2 separate regions of the Mus musculus genome follow, and region 2 is linked to region 1. A link is a contact called in public Hi-C data. All regions are on one chromosome and are shown on one strand. Each heading gives the region's core, a stretch centred on a gene start, on an enhancer-like site or on the middle of the called end of the contact. The rest is flanking DNA. Distances are from core to core; before and after follow the strand shown. Region 1 has its middle 25 kb from the start of Serp2. Region 2 has its middle 26 kb from the start of 4930431P22Rik.

Evidence for each region. Hi-C and Micro-C count contacts between places; a contact is called where the count stands out from the background.
Region 2: a contact with region 1 is called in a Hi-C map of epidermal suprabasal cells, with 2.3 times the contacts expected there. The contact joins two enhancer-like sites. A contact is called at or near these places in 1 of 39 promoter capture datasets (liver), 5 of 484 Hi-C or Micro-C datasets (bone marrow-derived macrophages, cerebral cortex, embryonic stem cells and 1 more) and 3 of 115 datasets of contacts at active chromatin or transcription factors (embryonic stem cells and pancreatic cancer cells).

Annotation. Positions count from the first base shown.
Region 1 is chr14:76,578,206-76,585,073 of GRCm38.p6, reverse strand. No RefSeq gene overlaps it. Among named protein-coding and RNA genes, the nearest start is that of Serp2, 25 kb to the right of the region's middle. Within about 2 kb of position 2,918, at least 38 of the 459 cell types and tissues checked have an H3K27ac peak or open chromatin away from gene starts, as enhancers often do. A contact at or near this core is called in epidermal suprabasal cells, where this site is marked.
Region 2 is chr14:76,730,359-76,737,226 of GRCm38.p6, reverse strand. No RefSeq gene overlaps it. Among named protein-coding and RNA genes, the nearest start is that of 4930431P22Rik, 26 kb to the left of the region's middle. Within about 2 kb of position 3,561, at least 39 of the 459 cell types and tissues checked have an H3K27ac peak or open chromatin away from gene starts, as enhancers often do. A contact at or near this core is called in epidermal suprabasal cells, where this site is marked.

The DNA of each region.
Region 1 (6,868 bases), core at 1,669-4,168:
ACAAGGCAAGACAAGTGGATATGTATGGAGCACATAATATTCAATCATTATTTGGGTCTCTATCATTGATCTAAACATGTCCAGTACATAAGAAATCATGTAGTGGTGGACAAGAACAAATTCAGTTAAGTTTGCTGTTTTGCCATCTATCAGCTCAGAGAAAACTGTTCCTTATGATGAATTTTTCTGCTTGTGGCTGTTCTTCCTGAGGGGCACATTTTCATTCCCAGCTCTTATAGCCCCTTTGCTGAACTTTCAGTGGTTACACTGTGGGCTGCGTTCCTCCACTGATCTGGATTGAGCATCACACAAGCTCTCCTTGAGCAGTCAGAATAGAGGAAAGAGAGCAGCTCGGGTGCTCTAGATCCGTGGATGGAGGCAGAAGGTACGAGCTGTCAGTGGGTGCCTGCCCTGGTTTCAAGGAAATGTGGCTCTAAGGGTACTGCGAAAGAAGCAACAGGGAGGCTGTGAGCCGATGTGGTGAGCCTACAAGGCACCACACGTGTGCAGATGCCACAGAAGAGAGTGTCAGATCCCCTGGAACCAGAGTTACAGATGGTGTGAGGGGGAACAGAGCCAGCCAAGTCCTCAAATGCACAGTCAAGAAGGCCTTCCTTAGTCTGTGATCTTCCCAGGGACAGAGTTAGGGGACACCAAGGGGAGGCTATATGCAAATGAATATCATGAGGTCCTACACACATGTGACTGGTGGCTGAGACGGAGCCTAAGGCCCGGCCAGGGAAGGCGATTGAACCTTTGGCAATCTCCCTTCCTTCAGGGTGTCCTTTGCCTCTAATCTACAGGATGCTGGATGCCTCACCCTGCAGCCAGGGTTCTCCTAGCCCTGCCCTGCTCTGTCCAGCATTCCTACCTTCCCAGCTTCCTCTGCAGAGCCCCACCCATCCCCACTGTCTATCTAACCCTTCGGTTGCAGGCAACGGGCTAGCAGGAGCTCCTGTGGGAGTGCGTGTGTACGCATTAATCCTTCTGCCTGTACCCCTCCCATTCCCTTCCTGCTTCTGATGGAACAATACAAACCTTCAAGACCCAACATAGATCATCAAAAAAGCTAAAAGCAATGGACATAAAGTGCTAGGAAGGATGCAGGAAAAGAGCCCCCTACCCCCACCCCTTAGATACCATGGACTACGAAAATCAGAATGGAGTTTCCTTGGAAGACTAAAATAAACTGTGTAACCTAGCTGTCCCAATCCTACACACATCCCTGGAGGAATCTAAGTCAATTTCATACAGAGAACATTGCACATTCATGTTTTCTGCAGCAAGAGTCACAACCACCAAGCTACGAATCCAGCCAGTACAGGAATGGAGAAAGAAACTGTGGTAACCATAGGCAAATGGTGTTTTATTTGAATGTAAAGAAGAATATAAATTTTGTTTTATAGTAGATCTACTCAGAGAATGAAATTGTTAGCAGAAAAAAAATATATAGATGGGACTAGAGGTCATCATGGTAAGAAAACTAAGCTAAACTTAAAAAGATAACACATTTTCTCTCGATGATGAAGAAGATGAAGGTGGTAATGATGATGAAGATGAAGATGGTAATGATGATGAAGATGAGGGGGAGGAGGAGAAGGATGATAAAAGAGAAAATAAAGAAAAATTCACCACAGTACCACTTGAGGATTCATGGACTATTTCATTTTGTATTCTTTCTTTTCTATTTTCGAGACAGGGTTTCTCTGTATAGCCCTGACTGCTCTGGAACTCACTTTGTAGACCAGGCTGGCCTTGAACTCAGAAATCTACCTGCCTCTGCCTCCCAAGTGCTGGGACTAAAGGCGTGCACCACCACTGCCTGGCTCATTTTTTATTCTTGTCATTGTGCCTAGCAAAGGCTTGTCACTCAAAAAATGTGTCTTGTCTGAATTGGACATAATCTCTTTGATTTTTTTTCAATACCAATCAGAAACCAATGTATTATATTAATTATGTAACTGAAAGTCTCAAAAGAAGTTTCTAGGCCCAGGCTATTCTGGCGCCTAAAACCACACAAAAGACTACTATATTGCAAACACTAAATTAAACAGCTTTTAAAAAAATAAGTGGCTTCACCAGCTATGAATTCTGCTTAAATAATAAAAGTTGTCCTCACCTTTGAAGCTATTAAGCAATAGGCACTCACTTTAGAGTATGCCTTAGCCAATAAGAACTGTTTCTGAGTCTCCCCTTTGCATAAAGTTGAGTCAGTATCATTAGTTGGGAAATAATTACACAGTACATAGCACACAACCCACAAGAGTCTCTGCTTTGTTTTGATTTTTAAATCAACCCTTTTACAGGAAGTCGGTTTTCACCCAGGTAACTGTTGCAAAATATTTACCCAGGTAAGAAAAGCATTAGTCAGCCAATGAGAAGCCCTTCTGTGGTGAGACTTCATCTACCTCATTACCGTTTACTACACTGGGCATCTAATTACCTTCAGGATGGAACACATCCTGTTTCCACTTGCTCAAACTCTCTGACTTGCCCCTTGGCTTTCCAGTGCTGGCTGAGAAGTCTAGAGCCACAAGTAAACTGAAGACTCAGATCTTTCTTGGAGATTAGTTACACCCCTCATTTGGGGAGGGGGGGGGGAGATGATGGTTGATCATTTAGAAAATAAACTCTAGGGTGAGCAGGAACCTTGTCACCAAGAAAGGAGGTGGCCCCAGCCTTGGTATTCTAGCCTGTGCCCTGAGGCTCACACCTGTGCACTCTCCTCTCATGGAGAACTTCACAACAACAACAAACAGCAGACCACTTACGCCATCAAAATCTCTGATAAGCTAATTTTCTATCCATTGACACAACATAATGAGCAGAAAATGGGCTTGGTGTACTAAGTGGCTGCTTTTAAGGACCTGCTCTGCCTCTTTGTAGCAAGTTACTTGACCTTGAGGGAGTTACTCAACAAGCGTGTGCTGTTTGTAATGAGAGGATAGCAATGTTGTGTGGCTGAAACGAGACAGTATGTTACAGCGGAGCACAGCTGTCTGATACAAAACCAAATACAAGCTTTCTTGCTTCTCTCCTCCCTCTGTTCCCAGAATACTCCAGATTACTGGTTCTCATCCTGTAGGTTGTGATCTTTTTGGCAAACCTCTACCTCCAAAAATATTTACATTATTATTCATAACAGTAGCAAAATTACAGTTATGAAGTAGCAACAAAAACATTTTCATGGTTGGGGGTGTCACCACAACATGAGGGTCCCAGCGTTAAGAAAGACGAGAACAGCTGCTCTAAATATAGACTGTATAAATCCACCCAGCTCAGCCATAGAGAAGGAGCCACCTACAATCCAGATTTCTGTAAGGTCCAAGATGAGAATATATTTATTTTTATTTTCAGTGTGTAAGTGTATGTTTTTGAAAGGGTTTTATAGCTGGTCAGTAGTGGCGCATGACTGTAACCCCAGCACTTGGGAGGCAGAGGCAGGTGGATCTCTATGAGTTCGAGGCCAGCCTGGTCTACAAAGTGAGTTCCAGGACAGCCAGGGTTACACAGAGAAACCCTGTCTCGAAAAACCAAAAAAAAAAAAAAGAAAAAAGAAAAAAGAAAGGAAGGAAGGAAGGAAGGAAGGAAGGAAGGAAGAAAGGAAAGAAGGAAGAAAGGGTTTTATATACCCTCAGCTAGCATTGACTATACTACTATATAGCAAAGGATGGCCTTGAACTCTTGATTCTCCAGTCTCCACCTCCTAAGTGCTAGAATTACAGGTGTGCCCACTGACTCAAATGGTATTATTAGACACGTTCAGTGAATATGCACAGGGACTATGAAACAAAAGAACATGCCGTTGAGATAGACCTCTATGGATTAGTGTCAGTACTTGAGTACTTGGCCCAATGCTATTGAATCTTAAGGTGTTGGTGTTCGTTTGTTTGTAGTTTGTTAAAATACTTCGAAGCAAGGCATTCATTTGAAAGTTTCCAGTTGAGCTAAAATTAAAAACATGTTTTACAAGTCAAAAAGCCACATTATCAAGCCTAGGAGATGGCTCAGTGGACAAAGGCACCCGCTGCCAAGTCTGATGGCGTGCCTTTGCTTCATCGACCCATTTGCTTGAAGAAGTGAACCTGCTCCCACAAGATGTCTGCCTGCGTGCATGCTTTGTTGTGTGCTTGGCTGCGAGCTCGGGCGAGAGACCCCTGAAGTAAATAAATGCAATTTCAAGAAAACATACTTCAATGCACAAGCTCAGTGCAAGGTAAACATTCAAAGAGTACTACACACATGGCCGGTAGGGTGGACTTGAACATGAGTACACAGCCCATGACCCCTGTGTCGTTTCCCACGCTCGGCAAGCCCACACACAAGCCGGCTAGTGATGACCACAGACAGCCCACGTTCAAGGAGCTCTTGCAGAGTGGCTGCGTTACTTCACTAATCCCCAGGAGCCCGTCGCACAGGTGTGACCATGATTGCTATCGCACAGGTGAGAGCGCTATCCCAAGCTCATCTCTTCGTTAACAGGTAGAGCTGCCATCACCAATCTGGTTGCCAGATATGGGTCCCTCTGTACCAGGGAACACATAGCTGGGAAAACAAACGGAGAGAGAGCAGCCCAGGGAGGAAGAGTCGTGTATTGTAAAGTGTAGTGTAAGCTGACTTTGAGTTTTCTGTGTAGCTAAGGATGACCTTAAACTCCTGACCCTCTGGCCTCTGCCTCCCAAATGCTGGAACTATAGGCATGCCAGTCTGGCTCAGAGAATGTAATGTGTGTATGAAACCTATGAATTGAGAGATATACTTCCTGAAGAAGGACCTCTGAGAGTATTACCAACACACAGGCACCGGACCCTCATGCCTAAGTTACTAACACCTAAGTTCTTTTAAGAAACAAGAAATCAAGAGTTTTTAATCAATGTGGGTTCTTGGCATGGATCCCTAGACATAAAGTGTGGCTTCTTGAAGGCACTTTGGGCTGGGCAAGCTCTCGCACACAAGTAGCTTCCAAACTGCTCAGCCAATAAACAGAGAGAAGCTTACACTTAGGGAAATTGGGGTCAATATTTGTTATGCTCATACAGTCCTGCAGACTAACAGGATGTGGGCACAGAGGCAGTCAACAGAGTATGACACACCTCCCACATGCACTAGAGGGGACCACACCCTGGCCTACCCACCACCACTGTCTGCCTGGAACACTGAGGTGAGGATGGAGGGTGGGTGGCACCTCTGACTCTCACGAGGCTTAGGCTTGTAGTACTGTAGGCAGAGCCTCCATCCTGATGAGGCTAGTGTACACTGGCAATAAACCATCAACAGCAAACTAAAACAACAAACACCATCCTGAACAGCTGTCTGCCCTCACGCCCACTTTTGTTGAGTGGTCTTGGCAGGGCTCTGCCTGAGCAAACTGGCCCAGTGTAATCTTGGGGCCAGTTAGACTGTAGAAGTCAAGAGTAACTCGTGATTGAAAATGGAAGGCAGTTGGTCTATCTGGATGAAGAACTTGCCAACCCCAAATTTTAACTTTTTAATTAGTAAAAGGAAGATTTCAACTTCTTCACAGGTCAGTATAAAATAAAATAAAATACAAAATGGTAATCTTTGGATTCAGACAAACCTGGACTTTAATTCTAGAGCCTTTAAAAATATTTTTGAATCAGTTGGCTTATCTGTATCTAACACACTTAGATCCATCAGCTACGGAAAAGAGCCTGCCCTAGAGACTAAGTGAATGGACTGGGTCCTTATTTATTCTGCGGGCACAAGAAACACTGATAAACATCCTACATCAAAAATATGTGCGATCAGGACCAACTCACACCAACTTATCGTAAAGTTCTAATTAGTGGGTTTTCCCATATTTCCTACAGTGACCAACACAAGCCCTTGTCTTAATAGCTGAAGGAATCTGACCTTTCTGTGTCAAATAATAGTTATGCATAAAGCAGGTAGATGAGCAGTGCCATTAGTACCCTAATTGATATCGCCAGCCCAAGAAACACGTTCATGAGAATTAACTTCTTTCTTATGGTTTACTTCAGTCTATGTCAGTGGTGCTCAATCTTCCTAATGCCATGGCCCTTTAATTCAGTGCTTCGTCTTGTGGTGACCCCAACCTTAAAATTATTTTTATTACTACTTCATAACCATAATTTTGCTATTGTCGTGAATCATAATGTAAATATCTGACATGCAGGATATCTGGTATATAATCCTTGGGAAAGGGCTGTTTGACTCCCCCTGCTTTGGGGTGTCACCAAAGGAGTAGTGACTCACAAGTTGAGAACCCTGATGCTCTAGGGAAGATGGGGGACCAGTATGGTGCCAAGACTGGGGATCTGAGTTCGGTCCCTGGACCCCACAAGGTGGAAGGAGGCAACCAACTCCTGCAGGCTGTTCTCTGTCTGACCTCCACAAACGTGCCATGGCGCATGTGCACACACATTCACTGGGATGTGCACATCTATACACGAGGAGGAAGGACAGAGAGAGGAAGGAGAAGCAGAAGGAGGAAGGGAGGAAGGAGTAAGTCATAGGAGACATATATATTAAGAACACATATTTTATATTTTCCAAAGATCATCCATGTACTTTATCAATTCGATAACTGCTTTGTGAATCAAAAAAAAAAAATCTCATTTTACACACCAAGTGAAATACAAAAGGAGTGACTTGTTAAGATGACAATAGCTAAGTGAAAATCAGAAGAATGTAGCTGCTTAAATTCTTAAGTGCCTTTTCCATCTTCTCTGAAAGTAACCAAGTTGAGCCCACCTGCACTTTTGTTCTGAGGTCTGTAGATTTGCACACCAAATGTGCTCTTAGGCATCTGACCAACTTGATTCCTAAACAACAGCCTCGAATTCTTCTTTTTCTTCCATTCCAATTTATGAACCCCTAAGACTAT
Region 2 (6,868 bases), core at 2,312-4,811, 150 kb before region 1:
AAAACAACAACAATGAAAACAAGCAAGTCTCTTCCCCCCAGTTTATGTTCATATCCTTTATTGTCATAGATGCTTCTTCAGCCCCTCTAGCCCTAATCTCATGCTGACTACCCACAACACTTCAGTAGTGCTTCGGTCCATGATCTTCTTCTTTTTCTCCCACTCCTTATCAAAGGTCTCTCAAAATTAAATCTCAAGCCAACCAGGCCTACTCTGGGCTTCTGGATCACACAGTTCGGTAACTGTTAAGTGCTCAAGCCCATCAGGAAGTCATTCACCCTTATGAGACACAGGTCCCTACAAGCATCTGTTGTGGATAGCCCTGGAGCTAATTATATTTGAGATTAACTCCGTTCTCCTGGGGGGGGGGGGGGGGCTGTGAACAAGGAATGAGTCAGCACTCTGGTGATTTCCTGTAAACCTGCTTCCCACTTTAATTTGTAAAATAAAGGAGAGCTGATGATTGGGCAGATAAAAGGGAAGGTGGAGCAGAAGGTGGGGAGAGAGAGAGAGAGAGAGAGAGAGAAGAGAGAGAGAGAGAGAGAGAGAGAGAGAGAGAGAGAGAGAGAGAGAGAGAGAGAGAGAGGAGACACAGAAGAGGAAGAAGAAAAGCAGAGCAGAAGCACATGGCCTGGAGAAACCCCAAGTTCTAAGGGGTCTCATAGATGTGGAAGATGGCAGTGTAGCAGTAGATCTGCCCAATCGAGGCCACAGCATGTAATCATATTAACTGAGTTGTGTTTTCATTGCCAGGGTATATTTGGGTTGGAGACTTACCACAACAAGCACCCATCATCCAAAGTCAAGCTATTTTATTTGCTGTCTCTGCCTCACAAGTGGCCTGTATTGCCTCCAGATTTTAAGCGAGCTGCTGTATGTTTTGAAGACCTTCTATTTATCAGGAGCTGAGCTGGGTTCTGGGAATATAGAGCTTAAAGCACTCATTTATGAAGCACATGAATTAAAGGGAGGACTGAAGTAGCGGTTCCAAGGCATCGTGGCAGGTGGCTTAGAGGAAAGCCTGGGTTGCTATGGAGACATGGTTTAGGATGTCCACCTCTGCATCCTCGATAGCCTCACCCCTAGGCTTTCTCCTTCTCTAGCCTGATTTATCTATCGCAGGATATACCTGCCCCTTCATCTGCATCTTTTAGGCAGCACCTCCCCATTTATGCAATAATAGAATGTTTTACACTTATCTCTCCTTCTTGTCCATTTTTCTGTAGGGCCGTGGGTGTGTGGGGAAGAGGAGAGTGGGAGAGAGCCCGAGTTCGGTGCTCTGGGCAGGCAGACACGGGAGGACTGCCGGATGCTTTCCACGCGGTCCGGGGTGGGCATCTGGCTGTGTTAGGCCACTGACCACACATGGCGGGTGGTGGACAAGGAGCAGCCCAGGTACCAGGTTCTCAGTCTCCGGCATCCCACGCTGGATATGGCGAAGAAGCTTAAGAACAGACTAGGGACCCCGGGGTGGCACTCGGCCCTGGAGATATGGGGAAGAGATGGCAGGTGGAGAGGAGGCGCTGGATGGTTCTCACCCAGGTGAGAGTCCTTAGTCCGGTCCGCGGCTGCAGCATAGGAAGGCCTTCCATTGGGAGGATAGACACTGCTCGTTAGGAGAAAGCCCATCCCATCATTTAAGCACGGAGGGCCTTGATGATCAGAGACAGTCTATGGTTTTAGAGCTTTATTGTAGAAAGGCAGGGAGAAAGAGAGAATGTAGAAAGAGAGAGAGAGGTCAGCCATGGCCACGTGGAGAGAGGGGGAAGAGAGAGAGAGAGAGAGACAGAGAGAGAGAGAGAGAGAGAGAGGAGGGCTAAAGAGTAAGAAAGGTAAAAGCTTAGAGAGTGAGGAGGGGCCAAACAGCCCCTCTTTGCTATCTTGCTGTTGCTAGGTAACTGTGGGGAGAAGTCTAGCCAGAATGACAGAAGCTTGGGCCATTGTCTACGTGATTGTTAGCCACAAGCCTCCCTTGTGGGGGCTGTGGGGAGGGGGATGGTAACTTTGACAGGAGCCAGGGATCCAGGAGACATGATTGAACGAACGCTTTCCTTCTGTCCTGGTGGAAATTCCCACCCACCAGATTCCACTGGGGTTCAAGACTTCACCTCTGACTGGAGACCAAGCTGTCTGTGCATAGCCCATTGCCCCACACATTTCCTTGTACATTTTCTCCTCATCTGCTGAAGTGTAAGGGGCAGGCAGAGAGGCCAGGGAGATGGTTCCATTGATGAACTGTCTGCTACGTGAATGTGAGGACCTGAGCTTGCACACACAGCATCCATGGAAGACACTGGGTGTGGTGGTGTATGCTTGTATTCCCAGCCCTGGAGAGTGGAGACAGGAAGAGACCTAAATTTGCTGGTCAGCCACTCTAGACACTCAGTGAGTTTAAAGTCAGTAAGAGACCCTGTCTCAATACATAAGGTGAAAATAGCACAGGGAAGACAGTCAGCATTGACCTCTGGACACATATATGCATGCACACACTCAGAGGAACACACACACACACACACACACACACACACACACACACACACTCCCTAAGACTGTATTCTCCAGGAGATGATACTCTAAAAGCAAAGACAGGGCAGGGTGGAGTCGTCACAGCCTCATCTCTATGCAATTTTGTGGTTGGTGTGTGATCTAAAGAAGGAACTGTTCTGTTGCTTACAACTTGATTTATTAGTAAGTAGATTCTCATCTGACCACCTCTGTGGGACCCTAAGAGAACAGACGGCTGACATCGGTGCTGTGACCCACAGCTGAACAGTTAAACTGGCCACAGAACTTGAGGGGATGCAGCCTAGGAATTCTCAGATATAGGAGCACGGCCCAGGTGACTAAAAAAGGACTAAAGCCCTGTGGGTGGGGGACAGAGCTGAGGAAACAGAGCCTGGTCTTGTGCTGTCCGTCTCATTTGTGTCTAAAGCTGAGCATGCCTGGGGAATGTTCACATATGGCTGGGAAAAGGCTTGCCATGCAGACATGAGGGCTGGAGTTTGGATGCCCAGTGCCCACACTTAGTCGTGGCTCTATAAGGATTTGTTAGTTGGCAGGCTACATAAAGTATACTCCCAGGAAAAACAGAGCAGTTGCTGAATCCCCCAGCTTCCTTCCATCCTGCCAGACACATCGTCCATCCAGTAAGTGGCTTTAAAGGAACCTTAGTGATGTGTTTAACCACATCTTGTGTACTCTCCCACCCAGGCCCAACTTTTGCGTTTGTCGCTCTTGGACATGAATAGCCACCATCCAACGGGTCTCTTATGAAACCAACATCTATGCTTCAGTTTTTCTTTCCTCTCAAGGCCAGCATGGTCTTCGTGGGCTCCCAATCTCCTTTCACATAACCCTTCTGCAGCCGCTTCTCTCTACTTCGGTCACTTGTCCTTTGGGGGTCACTAATCCCCTGGGATGAGGGAATCCCTGCCCATCTCACGGTTCTAGTACTAGGAGCAGAGCAAGCTGTGAATTCTCTCCTTGCTGGGTGCTGTCTGATTTTCTGCGACTAGCGAAGACAGGCAAGTCTCCCTTGGATTTCATTTTTTCATGCCAGCATTTTTGCAGGTGTAAAAGCTGATGGAGACAGGGGAAATCTGAGGAAGTGGAACATGCCACAAATAGACTCGGCATGCCTCGAGAAAAGAAATGCAGAGATTTAGTAATGGTCCCAGATCTAAAGGGCAGCGCTCTTACCTAATACGCCTATGCTTTGAGCTAAGCAAACAGGTTTGCCATCTCCTTAGCAACCAGAATACAAACATGTCTTACCTGAATTATCCAGTCTCTTTGCCAAAGCCACTCACTGTGAGTGGGGGAGGAGACAGGTGTTTGGTGAAAGAGTCCACATAAAGCACATATCATTCTGTTGGATGGGGCGTTCACCTCCCAACCTCATTAACACCTCACTTGTTTCATTTGCCAGCCATGGCCTAACTTCTGGTAAAAGGTTAATATAAACTCACCCTTCTGTCAGTCAATGACATTTAGGAGACCGATTTAAAAAAAAAAAAAATTCTGCAAGTTTTTTTTCTGGAAAGTTCTATTTATAATGACACCATTAAATGGCCAAAGACAGTAATTATAAATTGCCTCCTCTGCATGTGCAGGTAAGACCTTCATAGTCAACACTGTGGCCCTCTCCCACCATCCCCCAAGGGACTTCACATTCCTGCTTGTTCTGTGACAATACAAGCCATGCAAGGTACAAGGTATTTGATTCAAATCATGTCCAAGGAGCTGCTTGCTCTGCTGAACTGTGGAAGTGAGGCTAGAGAGATGGTTCAGTAGTTGAGAGCACTGACTGTTCTTCCAGAGACTGGGGGGGGGGGGGGGAGAGGAAGAAGAGAAGAAGAAGAAGAAGAAGAAGAAGAAGAAGAAGAAGGAGGAGGAGGAGGAGGAGGAGAAGGAGGAAGGGGAAGAAGAAGGGGAAGAAACAGGTCTCTAACACATAAGAGTCTGAGAGACTCTAGAGAGACTTCTCTAGAGAGAAGCAGCAAATGAAGTAATCCAATCCTGAGACCATGACAGCCTCTCAGAGCTCCATCTAGAATGTTCTTTGTCTATGACTCTCATCGTCTTTGTCTCCCAAGGCTGGCTGAGTAGCGTCTCAGTGTGGCCTGCAAGGCTGCTTTTTTGAGCAAGCCAGTCATCACAGTGAATACTCACTTCCACACTCAGCCTGCCCCTTCTTAGAAGAGCCTTCCTGGGGGGCAGAAGGATGAGACGGACGCCAAATTGGGGCACAGGAGTAAATATCAGGGTAGGAACCCCAGTTCTTCAAAACAAATGGGAAGCAAACATGGGAGAAAGCGGTGGGCCACCTCCTGCCCCCTCCCTGAGCTGGGTCTTTTCAGGATGTTTGAAAACTCTGGGACACAGAAGTTACTTGTGAATGGTTGAGTGTACCACACCCGTGAGGATCTGGCTAGGAATGCTAGGACCTCTGTCATGTGTGTAGAAACCTATGTAGTATTGCAAGCCACGGAAGCTACATGTTAGCCTAACCACAGAACAACTGCCAAACACAGGTCTGGGAGGAGAGGCTGCTATCTTCCACGAGTTGAGATGAGGCTTTAGCCCTCGGAACTCATTGGGTAGAGCTTGTAAAAAAACAAACAAATAAACAAACAAAAACAAAACAAAAAACTGAGGGGCTGAGGCAGTGAGGAAGAGGCGTAATGGAAGAAAGAGGACCACCTAGCTCAATTGCCAAAGCTCTCCTGGTGGCAAGATCTTGGTGTGGGAGGGAAGCTGGGCCATGAAGGACCCAGAGATGCATCACAGGCAGCCTCCTCATAGGATTCCGCCAGATGGTGTCAAGCTGCCAAATCCAGAGATAGAGACTGGCCGGGTGGCTGCCTCTGCCCTGCCAGACCTGGCGTGGCGTGGCAAGTGGGATGATTCGTTGACAGACACACACTTCACACTTGGAAGTGGGAGGGGAAGGTTTATGGGAAATGATTGCGAAATAACCTCTCTCCCGAACTGAGGTCCTGTGCAACTCCCAGACTGTTGTACCTACTGCTATTAATTTACATAGCACGTATTGTACGCCTACTCAGCTGGAGTAAATAACATCCAGTGATGGGAGGCGACAGTAGCTGCCTGGCAGGAAGCTCCCGGATTCAGTTTGTGTCAAATACTTTACACGGGGTATGGCTTGTGTTGTCACAGAACAAACAAGAGTATGAAGTCCTTTGGGAAGGGGAAGGTCACATAGGTACCAGCACAGGTCTCACCCTCACATGCAAAGGAGGCTATTTATAGTTAACCCTCTTTGTCCATTTAGGTGTCTCTCTATAAATAGAACTTTCCAGAAAACCTTCCTAGCAATTTTCTTTTTATCAGTCTCCTAAATGGTGTTGACAGAAAGAGGTGAGGTTGCACTAACTCTTCAACAGGAAGTCAAGGCATCGCTAGTAAATGAGACAAGTCAAATACTGGTCTCAGCTCAGTGCGCCTACCATGGTGGGCGGTGTTGTTTCTAGTCCCATTGTACAGAGGAAAAATGTGAGGTATAGTTTCTCTGGTCTCCCAGGAATACAAGAGCCAAGACATCACACGTTTTAGCTGTGTGGAGTCACTCTACGTGTTTCTTGCGTTTAGTTTTAAACCAGTGTTGTACGAGGCAATTGAAAGAGGCCAGCAGGGACCAAAAAAAAAAAAAAAAAAAAAAAAAACCTCTAAAGAAGATTCTAGTCTGAGGGAGAGAGAAAGCAGTGCCCTCTTCACCACATATGGGCATCTGGAAAATATCAGACTGTTAGGTTCTCCTGGTGACTATGGCGTCAAATGAGGAATTATCAGCCCCCTTCCCCTGTGCTAAAAACTATTAAACTGGCCATCAAACATAGAGACATGCATTCGCACAGAAGCGTTGAAAACAGGCATTGAACCTGACCGGCACTTCAGGGTGGACACACCTTGGCCCAGGTGGTCCCTCGAGCAGCCTGTGTATGAGAGACTTGAGCTGGAGCAGTTATCATGCTCAGAGTCCCACCAGGATGGAGTCTGCTGAGAAGGGAGACACAGGATTCCTGAGGGTTGGCGGTGGGCTTCGCCCCACAGCCGCCTTATGCTTTGTTCATAGAGGAGAGTGAATCCTGTGTGATATTCCCAGCCTTCCTGCATTCTCCACACTTCATCTTTTAAAAAAGAAAAGAAAAATGATCTCGTGGACAACACGATGATGCTAGGTACCCCTCTGCAGATGCTGGTGCCCGACTGAGAACCTTCCGTGCCAGCTATCCACCCTGCCATGCTGTCTCTTGGTTTACAGGATTCTGGAGGATTCCATAGAACAGCCTCTGTGTTCCAGGTCAGCCCTGTTTAGTTACGTCAGCCTAGTGTGCTTTGCCTACAA